2 separate regions of the Gossypium arboreum genome follow, and region 1 is linked to region 2. The links are chromatin contacts, called in public Hi-C maps. All regions are on one chromosome and are shown on one strand. The core of a region is the stretch at or near the end of the contact, and the rest is flanking DNA. Distances in the headings are between cores, read along the strand shown. Region 1 holds the start of LOC108463293 (9-cis-epoxycarotenoid dioxygenase NCED2, chloroplastic-like). Region 2 has its middle 13 kb from the start of LOC128287642.

The links. Hi-C and Micro-C count contacts between places; a contact is called where the count stands out from the background.
Region 1: a contact with region 2 is called in a Hi-C map of leaf, with 3 times the contacts expected there. The contact joins the promoter of LOC108463293 here to the enhancer-like site in region 2. A contact is called at or near these places in 2 of 5 Hi-C or Micro-C datasets (both in leaf).

Annotation. Positions count from the first base shown.
Region 1 is chr13:115,373,575-115,378,886 of ASM2569848v2, reverse strand. LOC108463293 (9-cis-epoxycarotenoid dioxygenase NCED2, chloroplastic-like) reads right to left here and starts at 2,748. Exons shown (of 1, transcript XM_017763241.2): 1 at 547-2,748. The coding sequence starts at 2,616. The coding sequence ends at 847.
Region 2 is chr13:115,299,758-115,305,009 of ASM2569848v2, reverse strand. No RefSeq gene overlaps it. Among protein-coding and RNA genes, the nearest start is that of LOC128287642, 13 kb to the left of the region's middle. Within about 2 kb of position 2,104, at least 1 of the 2 cell types and tissues checked has an H3K27ac peak or open chromatin away from gene starts, as enhancers often do. A contact at or near this core is called in leaf, where this site is marked.

The DNA of each region.
Region 1 (5,312 bases), core at 1,499-3,998, 73 kb before region 2:
AGCTCCTCCCACCATGATGTTTTTAGCTGTGATTGGGTAGCAAATGAGCCTTACACTACCAACAGCATGCTGCCACTTATGTCACCTTGCTTTAAGAGAGACTATTTCAGTTTTTTCATATATTTAAAGAATCTTTCGATATAAATGTTAAACACGGGATTATGAGACCCCGGCACTATCAACTTCAGGTATTGCAGTAGATCAGTTAAAACCTGAAAACTAGTAAAAGGGTTATTAGGTAACAGATTTGATTACTTAAAATAGGGGGTCCAATCTCCACTCTGTCGTTTGAACCAATCCTTGAATGATTTAACATTAAACCGTGCTGCTTTCTCATTTGCCCATTGTTCTAAATTCCACAAATGTTCTTTTTTTAAAATAGACCAACCATCAGATATCTAAAAATTAACAACATTGACTTCCTGTCGGCTGTCTGAGCAAAAATAATCTATGCACTGTAAATTTTAAGAGAATTAAAATGGTAAATAGCAGCGGTAACTTAATAGTATATACTGACATGCATATATGTAGTGTAAAGTTGAAGTATTTTTACAACAAAACAGAGAAATTATACACTGCATATTTCCTTGTAATTAATGCACACAAGTGAAAGAATAAACAGGGATCAGCTGAGCTTCAATACTTCCTATACACAGAAAAACTACAAGCCGGTCACATTAAAATATAAACCAAGGGACTAATCCAAAAAACAGGGTTATCAAAAGCTATGAAACAGAGTGAGAGATTCCGGGGACAGTATATGCAAACATCCCTCTGGTAAATCTCTCCTACTAACTTGTTAAACCATCTAGAAAAATTGATGATAACAAGGTTGTTGAAACTGAATTAGGCTTGCTTCTCCAAGTCCTTGGAGCTTATGAATGTTCCATGGAAACCGTACGGAACTCGAGATGGAAGCTTTACTGTGGCTTCTACCTCTAAATTCATGGCGTTCACAATCTGCACTTCTGATTTCCAGGTCCTCTCGTCATGAACGAAGGCCAAAATGTAACCGTCGTCTTCGTTCTCCAAATTGGGGTTTCTAGGGAAGAATAAAGGTTCACCCCCATACCTTTGGTCTCCATAGATATACTTTTTTATTTCTCCGGTCGAGAGATCAACTTTGGCAAACCCTGACACTTTAGGCCAAGGCTCAGCAAGGGCTAAATATGCGTACCTGGTTTTTCTTCCGAGCAAGTTTCGGTTCACCATCCCTGCCTCCAAGTTAACTTGTTCGGAATCCGGAATGATGTGGCGGCGTGTCGACTTGGCGGTCCTCAAATTCAATCTGATTTCAGACAAGACACTCTTGAGACTCTCATCACATTCATTGAAAATGGAATCCGGGGGTGTCATGCAGGAACCAATCACAACAACTTCATCAGTTTCTGGCTCTTCCCAAGCATTCCAAAGATGGAAACAAAAGCAATCAGGTGCCTCAACCCATGTAATCCCAGAAGCATCAGTGGCATTCTTGTCCAAAATCCCAAACCTTGACATCTTGTTCTTGTCATATACAACTGGGGAACCACCGTGAATCATTTCAGGCAATTTGAACACCACTTGCTGGTCAGGAATCACCACCAAGTTCTCGGTGATGGCGAAATCGTGGATCATTGTCGGACCGTCTACTGGGATATCAACATCAGGTGATTTCTTACCATCGGGTGAAAAACGGAAGTACTTAAGATATGGCTTTTGGATGACATCATAGCTAAGAGCAAAGAATTCACCGGTTTCAGGATCAACCTTGGGGTGAGCAATCATTGTTGATTTTAACTGACCATCAAAATCATATCTACCAACAGTTTCCAAGTCCCCAGATGGAGTAACACGAACATGGTAAGGCAAATCATCTTCGGACATAGCAAGGAGATGACCATTAAAACAAACAAGTCCAGCGTTAGCAACTCCAGTGCCATGGCTTGGATCAACAAGCCCAAATAGGCCACGAGCATAGAAAAGCAACAGCCTAGCTATACCAGAGTGACCATGGAGTTCACCGATGGCCTTGGGGAAAACTGGACGCCCCAAAGCTCGTTCTTGAACCAGACGGTTGGTTTCGGTGAACCTACATGCATAACTAGCAGAGCCATTTTGGAACTGAACCGCATGAACCATACCGTCCCCGTCGAAGAAATGATGTCCGGCGACAGGTTCGTGAAGTGGGTTGGCTCCGTTTCGAACGTAGACTCCTTGTAAACAGTCTGGGATTGTTCCAATAACAGGGAGGTTATGCTTGACCGGTTGGTCTGGCACTGGAGCAAAGTTGCCAGATATTTGAACAGCGGGGTCAGCTGTTTTGGGAAGAGGATGGTGACGCTCGTGAGAAACCAAAGCGTTCTCCACCACATCTAAAGCCATAGCTGCAGCTCTTTGGAAAGGATTCCAGTGTTGGGGTTGAGGTTTCACTGCGTTTTTAGTGGTATAATCAGTGGATGATTGATTAGGCAAAAGAAGAATGGAAGGCGTTTGAAGAGAGCATGAAATGTTTGGCTTTCTACGAGTCCTTTTCAAAGGCATAGAACCCAAATTCAGAGACGAAGAGAAACAAGTTGAAACTGGAAGAAATTTACAATTAGTAGTAGATACTGCCTGTGATGAAGAGGAAGCCATTGTTGGTGATTGAAAATGTAAGAAATTAGAATGTGAGATTCAACCTTTTTTTTTTTTTTAATTTATGTATGTATTTGTATTTGTATGGGAATTGGGTCAAAAGAGTAGGAGGGGGAGGGGGAGGGGGACGGGGAGGGTGACAATAATGGGAGTTCGAAAGAAGGTTTATATAGAAAAACAAAGTGGACATCAACTCCAAACTCCTAAAATACATAAGAGAACACCACGTGTTGCATTTTTATAGCATAGATAAAAGGGCCAACTCAATACAAATTTATTTGTTTTCATGTCCGGTGAACACAATTTTATTAACTTCACCTATGATTTTGTAAATTAATTTTAAGTGGGTGCGGTGCTAGGGGAAGTTACTGTTTGTGGGACACACCCCTACATAAAGTTGGTCTCAATTTCCTATAATTAAATATAATCATTTTCTTTTACCAAAATCAAAACCCCAAAAGTTGTTTAAATTAATTACTTAATCCAGTCATAATTAGGTATGCTATTTGACAGCATTATTGTTATTATTGTGGTTTTATCCTCCTCCATTTTAAATCGAGGAAAGTAATGTAAAATTTACAAATAATTGGATTATCAATCAAGTTTTAGTTAAAATGATAAATGTGAAGATTTTAAGTAATTAATTAAAACGTGTAGGTTTTCAAAATTCATAATAAATACTGCTGTTATGAGTGAATTTTATTTCTGTGGGTTTTGAGGTTGCTATCTTGTTTTCCTTTCCACCATGAACAAGAGAGTGGTAAACAATTATTGGAAGCATTCAAGTTCCAATCGTGGGCTTTTCGTCAAATATGGTGTGTTATTTTTACTAAAGTTAGTATTATATAGATTTTATATCCAAAATACTCAACTTTAGCTAACAACCGTATCCTAGCAAAATATTTATTTATAAAAGCATGTGTTTTTGAGTGCATGGGTGACCCTAAAACCACTGAAAAGGTTTAATATTATAGTATTTTCACTTTATAATACACAATTAAATAAGTGAACACACGGTTGATTAAATTGCTGAAAGATAATCTTTTCATTATTTAACTTTTCATCATCTCTATCATCTTAATTTATAACAAAATACATTTTCTCCAACCTTTTCATGTGTCAACCCGCTAGTGGCCGCTTGCTAAAAATAATTACATCTGGTAACTTTTTCATTAAATATTGAATTAATATATTATAAAATAATTTATATTGTCACTAAAGTATAAACACTTTTAATACATTCAATATTTTATTTTATTATCATATGCAAAATAAGATTAATTGAGTTTATCGATAGACCTACCTGGGACACCTTTTATCATTTCATTTATTCATCAACTTTGTTTCAACAATACACATACAAAGATAAATTGTTCGTCAATCGTTAAAGCTTTCATATTTTTTTTTTAGTTTTGTACGTTCAGTAAAAAGAAGTAATTTGATTACTTACTTTAAAATTTTAAATTTTTAATCATTAATATTGAAAGCTTTAAAAAAATAGAATTGCGTATATTGTTTGTCACTCTTATAGCACGCTTTTATTTTTTCTTCTCTAGTTTTCCAATCATTTTGATCTCTTGTGTCATCGTCTACTATGGAGGAATACCTTGCTGGAATTTGTTTGGCTGATGGGGAGGATCAGCCTAGTAATTTAGTGCAAGTGATGAAGTTGTTAAGAACAAGTGAAAATTGTTTAGTAGGTTGTTTTTCTAATAGCAAGTATTGTTCATTTTCCAACCATGAAAGAACACTTTAGTGAATATTGACATCTTATATAGGAGGTGTTACTATTACGGATATGGGAGATAAAAGATACTTATTCATATTCTACTTTGAAATAGATGTAGATTGAGTGATTGATGGAGGGCATGGACATTTAACAACCATTTGTTATTAACCTATTGGTCAGAGAAGGGGGAGGATCCAATGACAGTTCCAATTGTTTTTGTGAATTGTTGGTTACAAATTCATGATCTAAAACCGTGTTCTTCAAACCAACATATATGCTTTCTCTCCAACTTGAATTAGCATTTGTGAAAGCATCAATTTTTATATATATGTATGTGTCACTAGACTAGAATTTTAGTAAGCCTAACTCTCACAAAGTAAAAATTCTCAATAAAAATTCCCCAAGGTACCGAAAATTAAAGTGAAAACGACTCAAAATGAAAGAGTAATGTGTTAGAATTAAGTGACCCAAAATTCTTATTTAAATAAAATACGATGGAAAATAAAATAAAAGTAAAATCCATATAGAACTAGACTTCTTTTATTTTATTTTAGAATAAGGTTTTAAACCTTATTAAACTCCATCTATTTTATATTGATTAGATAAGGTGTTTCAATCCTACTAGAATATGGCTTTGCAAGCCTATAAATAGACGTAGTCTATTCCTCTTGTATTTGAGTAAAATTTTTCGACATAGTGAATTTTCTTCTCCTCTGCCGTGGTTTTTTTTCCGAAAGGGTTTCCACGTAAAATTTATGTGTTCTTTATTTTTATTTATTTTATTCTATTTTATTTTTCACAAATTGGTATCGAGCTTCGGGTTATTCATCTCGATCACGGTAATGGCGTCTTTGAAGTATGAAATTCATTGTTGGATCGCAACACCGATTTGCGTTGTGGCAAATTAAGATGCAAGCGCTTCTTGCAGATGGATCTAGAGGATGCCCCGCTAGGATAGATAAGATGC
Region 2 (5,252 bases), core at 855-3,354:
CCTACGTAATCAATGACCACATCTCATGTCTTTACATTTTTCTTCATTTTAGACGCAATCACCCAATCTATCCTTCCTATTCCCACTTTCAATTTTGTTTTATACCTAATCATGTAGGATAATGTATTCAAACTCTATAATCATAATCTATTTTTAAGTGCTTACAACTTTATATTCTTACTATACTATTCTTTTATTCTCTATAAATTGGATGCCTCCTTGGTCTCCTACAACCCAAATTGAAATCTATGATAATTTCAAATTACATTTATCTCTTTTCTTACCAACATAAATTACTTGGTTTTTTATAAATTAAAATATCTTTCAACCCGGGACCTCATATGATGACTTGATAATTAAGAGTGTTCACTGCTTCAAATTTGATCTAGTTTTGAGTTATGCTAGTCACGTTTATTGTTCGGGTTTTGCCTTGTTTTTGTAATTTACCAAAAAAAAATCTTCCAACTCACTATTTTTTATTTTTAGGAATTTAATTTTATTTATTTATCGGAGTTAAAATGTAAGTTCAATCATTTAATAGAAAAATTTTAATGATATTAATAATTAAATTTAAAATATAAAAAAATAAATGTAGGACACTAATTTCGCACTTTTTTTAATTCTCATCCGAAGAGTTTAATCATAATTCAAAATCAAATCAGAAAAGTACAGCCATCAAAGTTGTTTTCACTGTGTTTTTAAGTTAGTAGATCCTCGCTATGCATCGGTAAATTAATAAATTTATTATAATAAATTATACAAATACATGCAATAAATTAAGAAATGACCCTAAAATAATATGATATTTTAAATAAACCACGTATAATTTTTTACATGAGATCATTTTGGTCCCAACAATTTTAAAATAAAAATAAAAATATATATCTAATTTGGTCATTACCATAATGCCCTCTTGAAATATTTAAAGAGATTACTGATTTCACTAAATATAAAACCATTTCGATGTTGAATTAATTCGATCCCATATAATGGGATAGCTTTTATAGTGGTTATAGTTTTGATTTAAAATAAAACAAGGAAATTATGGATAAAAGTATTAAGGAAGCCCCTGTATTTAGGAGTGGATCATATTTCAACCTATCTACTAAAAATATGGTAAATTAACCTTTCTATATTTTAAGACGTGCAAATTAGTTCTTTCATTAATTTTCTTTTTGTTAAATAGTGATGTGGAACATGCTAAAAATTATTTTTTATAGGTGAATTATAAAAATGGTCAGCCAATTATTTTTTTTGTTCTATTTTAGTCACCCAATTATTAAATTTTTCGATTTAGTCACTAAATTTTTCTAAATTAAATATTTTAGTCATTTTGAGCGGATTTGGGCTTTTGTACTGGTCTAATAACAAAATTAGCCCTCTAATGTTTACACATTCTACTAATTTGGTCCCAAACTATAAAAAAATTTCAACTAATTTAACCCTAAACGTTTACAAAATTTGTCATTTTAATTCTAATTTTAAAAAAGTAAATAAATTTATTCATCAACATTTATGAAATCATCAATTTATTTCTAGCTCTAAAATTTTAAAAATATTTTAAAAAAATTATTTTTAACCCTTTATGACTCATCGACTAACTTATATGAGATATTAAAATAGGAAAAGAATACCCTCTTTAAAATTACTTGTATCAATTTCTTTTACTATAATTTAGACATCATACTAAACTAAATTAATTAATTTAAAATTTATCTGAAATAACTAGCTGCATTACTATTTGAACAGATAATGTTTTCAATGTTTTTTCTTTTGAATCTAATTTTATTATCACATAATTTTGTTTTATCTCAAATTATGTGATGATGTTTTGTTTGATAGGTTATATCGTGGAAGATGATTGGTCGTTATTATTTATTATTCGCTAACCCCAAACATCCAATCATGCATGCCGATTTGATTGTCACGTTTTGATGCAAACAAAATTAATAAAAAGACAACCTTAGTTAGAAGATGTTTGGATCAATCCAACGTGTGTGTGTCTCAACATTTATAAAAGTTGGCGTGAAGGGTACTATAACCCCCATAATCTATTGCCACGTAAAGATTTTCCGACAAGATATTTCACCTGATGGGTGTCGGGCCCAATCATACATCTTACGGCAGATTTTGGACACGTGTAAATCGCCGTGTTTTTGGCTTGGTATAACCGAATAGTTTACCTAGTCAAGTGAGGGTGACTCACAGTTACTAAAATTTGTGCTTTCTTTTTTGCATGCAAAGGTAGTTGATTATGACATTTAATAATACCGTTTTTATAAGGGAAAAAAGAAATCCTAGTTTGGTCTATTAGTTAGTGTCTTTAAAATAGTATATCTGTTTCACTTTCCAAAAATAAAAAATCAAAAAGTTTATCTGCTTCTGGAATTGACTTTTTATATTATTTATATAAGTAGTATATATGCTTAACACATTAAAAACAATTAATAAGAAATATTAATTGGATGCCTTTTAAGTGATATATATTAGAAGAAGATTACAATTGATGCATTATTTTTTAAAGAAAAAAATAGTGAAAGTAAATGCAAATAAGTTTATTGGTTTATTAATGAAAAGTTGGGGAGAAATTTTAGATTAATCATAATTTATCATTTTACTCGAACATAACTTATAAAATAGACACGAAGAATACTAAAAATTAAAGTGATAAATCAAGAAATTAAATCTTTTGGAATTCTTTTATAGAGAAATCATATTCTTTATCTCTAATTAAATTAGTACGAGATAAATGATACATAAAAGAGTTTAATTCTTATCTAACACAAAGAAGTTTTTGATAAAAAAAGGTCACCCTCAATCATTTTACATGTTCATAAGTTTAAGAAATTTAAAAATTTTATGCAAAAATCTCTCATACTTTTGCTCTCTCTATTGAAATTCTTAAACAGGAATTTATATTCTCAAAATTCTACATTGAAACAATTAGGCACAAGTCTCCATTTGAAGACGATAGGATCAAAGAGCTGCTTAAAGAGCAAAAAGGAGAAAAATTAATAGTTTATTTTTTACTGAAAAAGGAGACTAAAAATAATTAGATTGGAAAATAATAACTGGACTCTAAGTCTATGGTATTTTCCATGAACCAGTTATTATTTACATGTGATCAAGGAACAACATTTTTTTCTCTTTAAGCAGGTCCTTTGATCCTATCATCTTCAAGTGGAGACTTTAGTCTAATTATTTCAATGGAGTATTTTAAGAATTTCAAAGGAGAAGATAGAAGCGAGAGGATTAGAAGAGGGAAGAAAACGTAGCGAATTAGTCTAATTATTTATCTTTTTAAATAATTTAATTAAATTTAAATTGAGTTAAAGAGAAGATAGTATAGGATGTGTGTATATCAATATTTTCTTTATTGATCTCTTCTCACATTCTTCGACTACCGATTTCTCTGCTTGCATTTTTGATAGTCAAAATGAGTCTTTTGTTGCCCCTTTTGTATTGAGGAATTTCGTGATGCAATTATGAGTATGCACCCCAATAAAGCACTTGGTCCTGATGGTATGAATTCGGGATTCTTTCAACGGTGTTGGTCTATTTTGGGTACCGATGTTTTCAGTCAATATTGTTCGTGGTTGAATAATGGAGCTTTTCTTGATTTTATTAACGAAACTTTGAGTATTTTAATTCCCGAGAATGATAAACTAGATAGCTTAAAAGATTTGAGGCCTGTTGCGCTTTGTAACATTCTCTACAAGATAGTGGCAAAAGTTCTTGCTAACTGTCTTAAGAAAATTCTGCCTTCCATCATTTCTCCCATGCAATATGTTTTTGTTCCAGGACGTCGATCATTAATAACGTTTGATCACTTTTGAGCTTATCCACTATATGAATAATAAAGGTCACGGTAAGTTGGGTGAGATTGCTTTGAAGTTAGATGTTAGCAAAGCGTATGACCGTATCGATTGGGATTTTCTTCAATTTATTATGCAAAAAATGAGTTTTTCTATGCTGGGTGAATTGGATCATAATGTGTGTCACTATGGTTAATTATTCCATCTATTTGAATAGCCATGAGGCGGGTCCTATTCCTCCACATCGAGGTTTGTGTCAAGGAGATCTTTTGTTGCTTTACCTCTTTTGTCTTGTGTACTGATGGGCTGAATTATTTACTCTGTAAGGTAGAAGCAAGGGGTGACCTTCATGGTATTTTTGTGTGTCGTGGAGGATCCTCGATTTCTCATTTGCCTTTTGCTGATGACAACTTCCATTTCTTTTCTAAGCGACTGGGGTTGAGTGATCTACAGTTAAAGAATTTTTTGTTGACAACGAGGAAGCATTGGGTCATGCTATTAATTTTTAGAAATCAAGGATTATGTTCAGTTCAAACATGAAGCTTTATGATAGAAATGTGGGGTACTCGTTGTTCGGTGTTTCGACTCTTTTAGAGCACGATAAATATCTTGAGCTTCTTTCTTTGAATTGGAGAAATAAGAAACATGTTTTTTTTATTTTTATTCGGGACAGGTAGAACAAGCGTATCAATAGTTGGAAGAATCTTTTGTCGAAACTATTAAAGGAAGCTGTTATTAAGACGGTTGCATGGGTTTTACCCATTTTTTGCATGAGTATCTTCATGATCCCTCTCTATACTTGTGACACCTTGCCAAAAATGATGAACTCGTATTGGTGGGGCTCTAGGGGCGATGATCGTAGAAATTACATTGGTCATCTTTGGACAAGTTTTGTGTTCCAAAAAGGGTAGGTGGCTTGGGTTTCTGTGACCTCTATTGCTTCAACTTGACAATGCCCGGTAAGCAGGATGCGAGATTTATTACATAGCCAGAGTCTCTTCTAAGTCGATTCTTCAAAGCTAAATATCTTCCACAATGTGGATTTTTCGATGGCGAAGAAGGTTATAATCCTTCTTTTGTTTGGAGGAGTATTTATGCTGCTATGCATCTCTTTGAGAAAGGCTTTAGGTGGCGAATGGGAAATGGTGAGACTATTTGTGTTTTTTAGGACCCATGCTTGGAAATAACAAAAATTTCTACATTGATTCCAACCCTTTGCGAGGTATGGAAGAGTTGAAGGTGCGTGACTTGCTTTATGAAAATGTGTTGACTTCGCCAGGTATGGAAGAGTTGGTGGAAAGCATCTTGACCCCTTATGATGTGAGTCAAATGTACAAGATCCCTATAAGGTTGCAGAAGGGTCCAGATCAATTAATATGGCACTGGTCTAGTAATGGTTTATACATAGTAAAATCAGGGCACGAGTTAGCCTTTGAT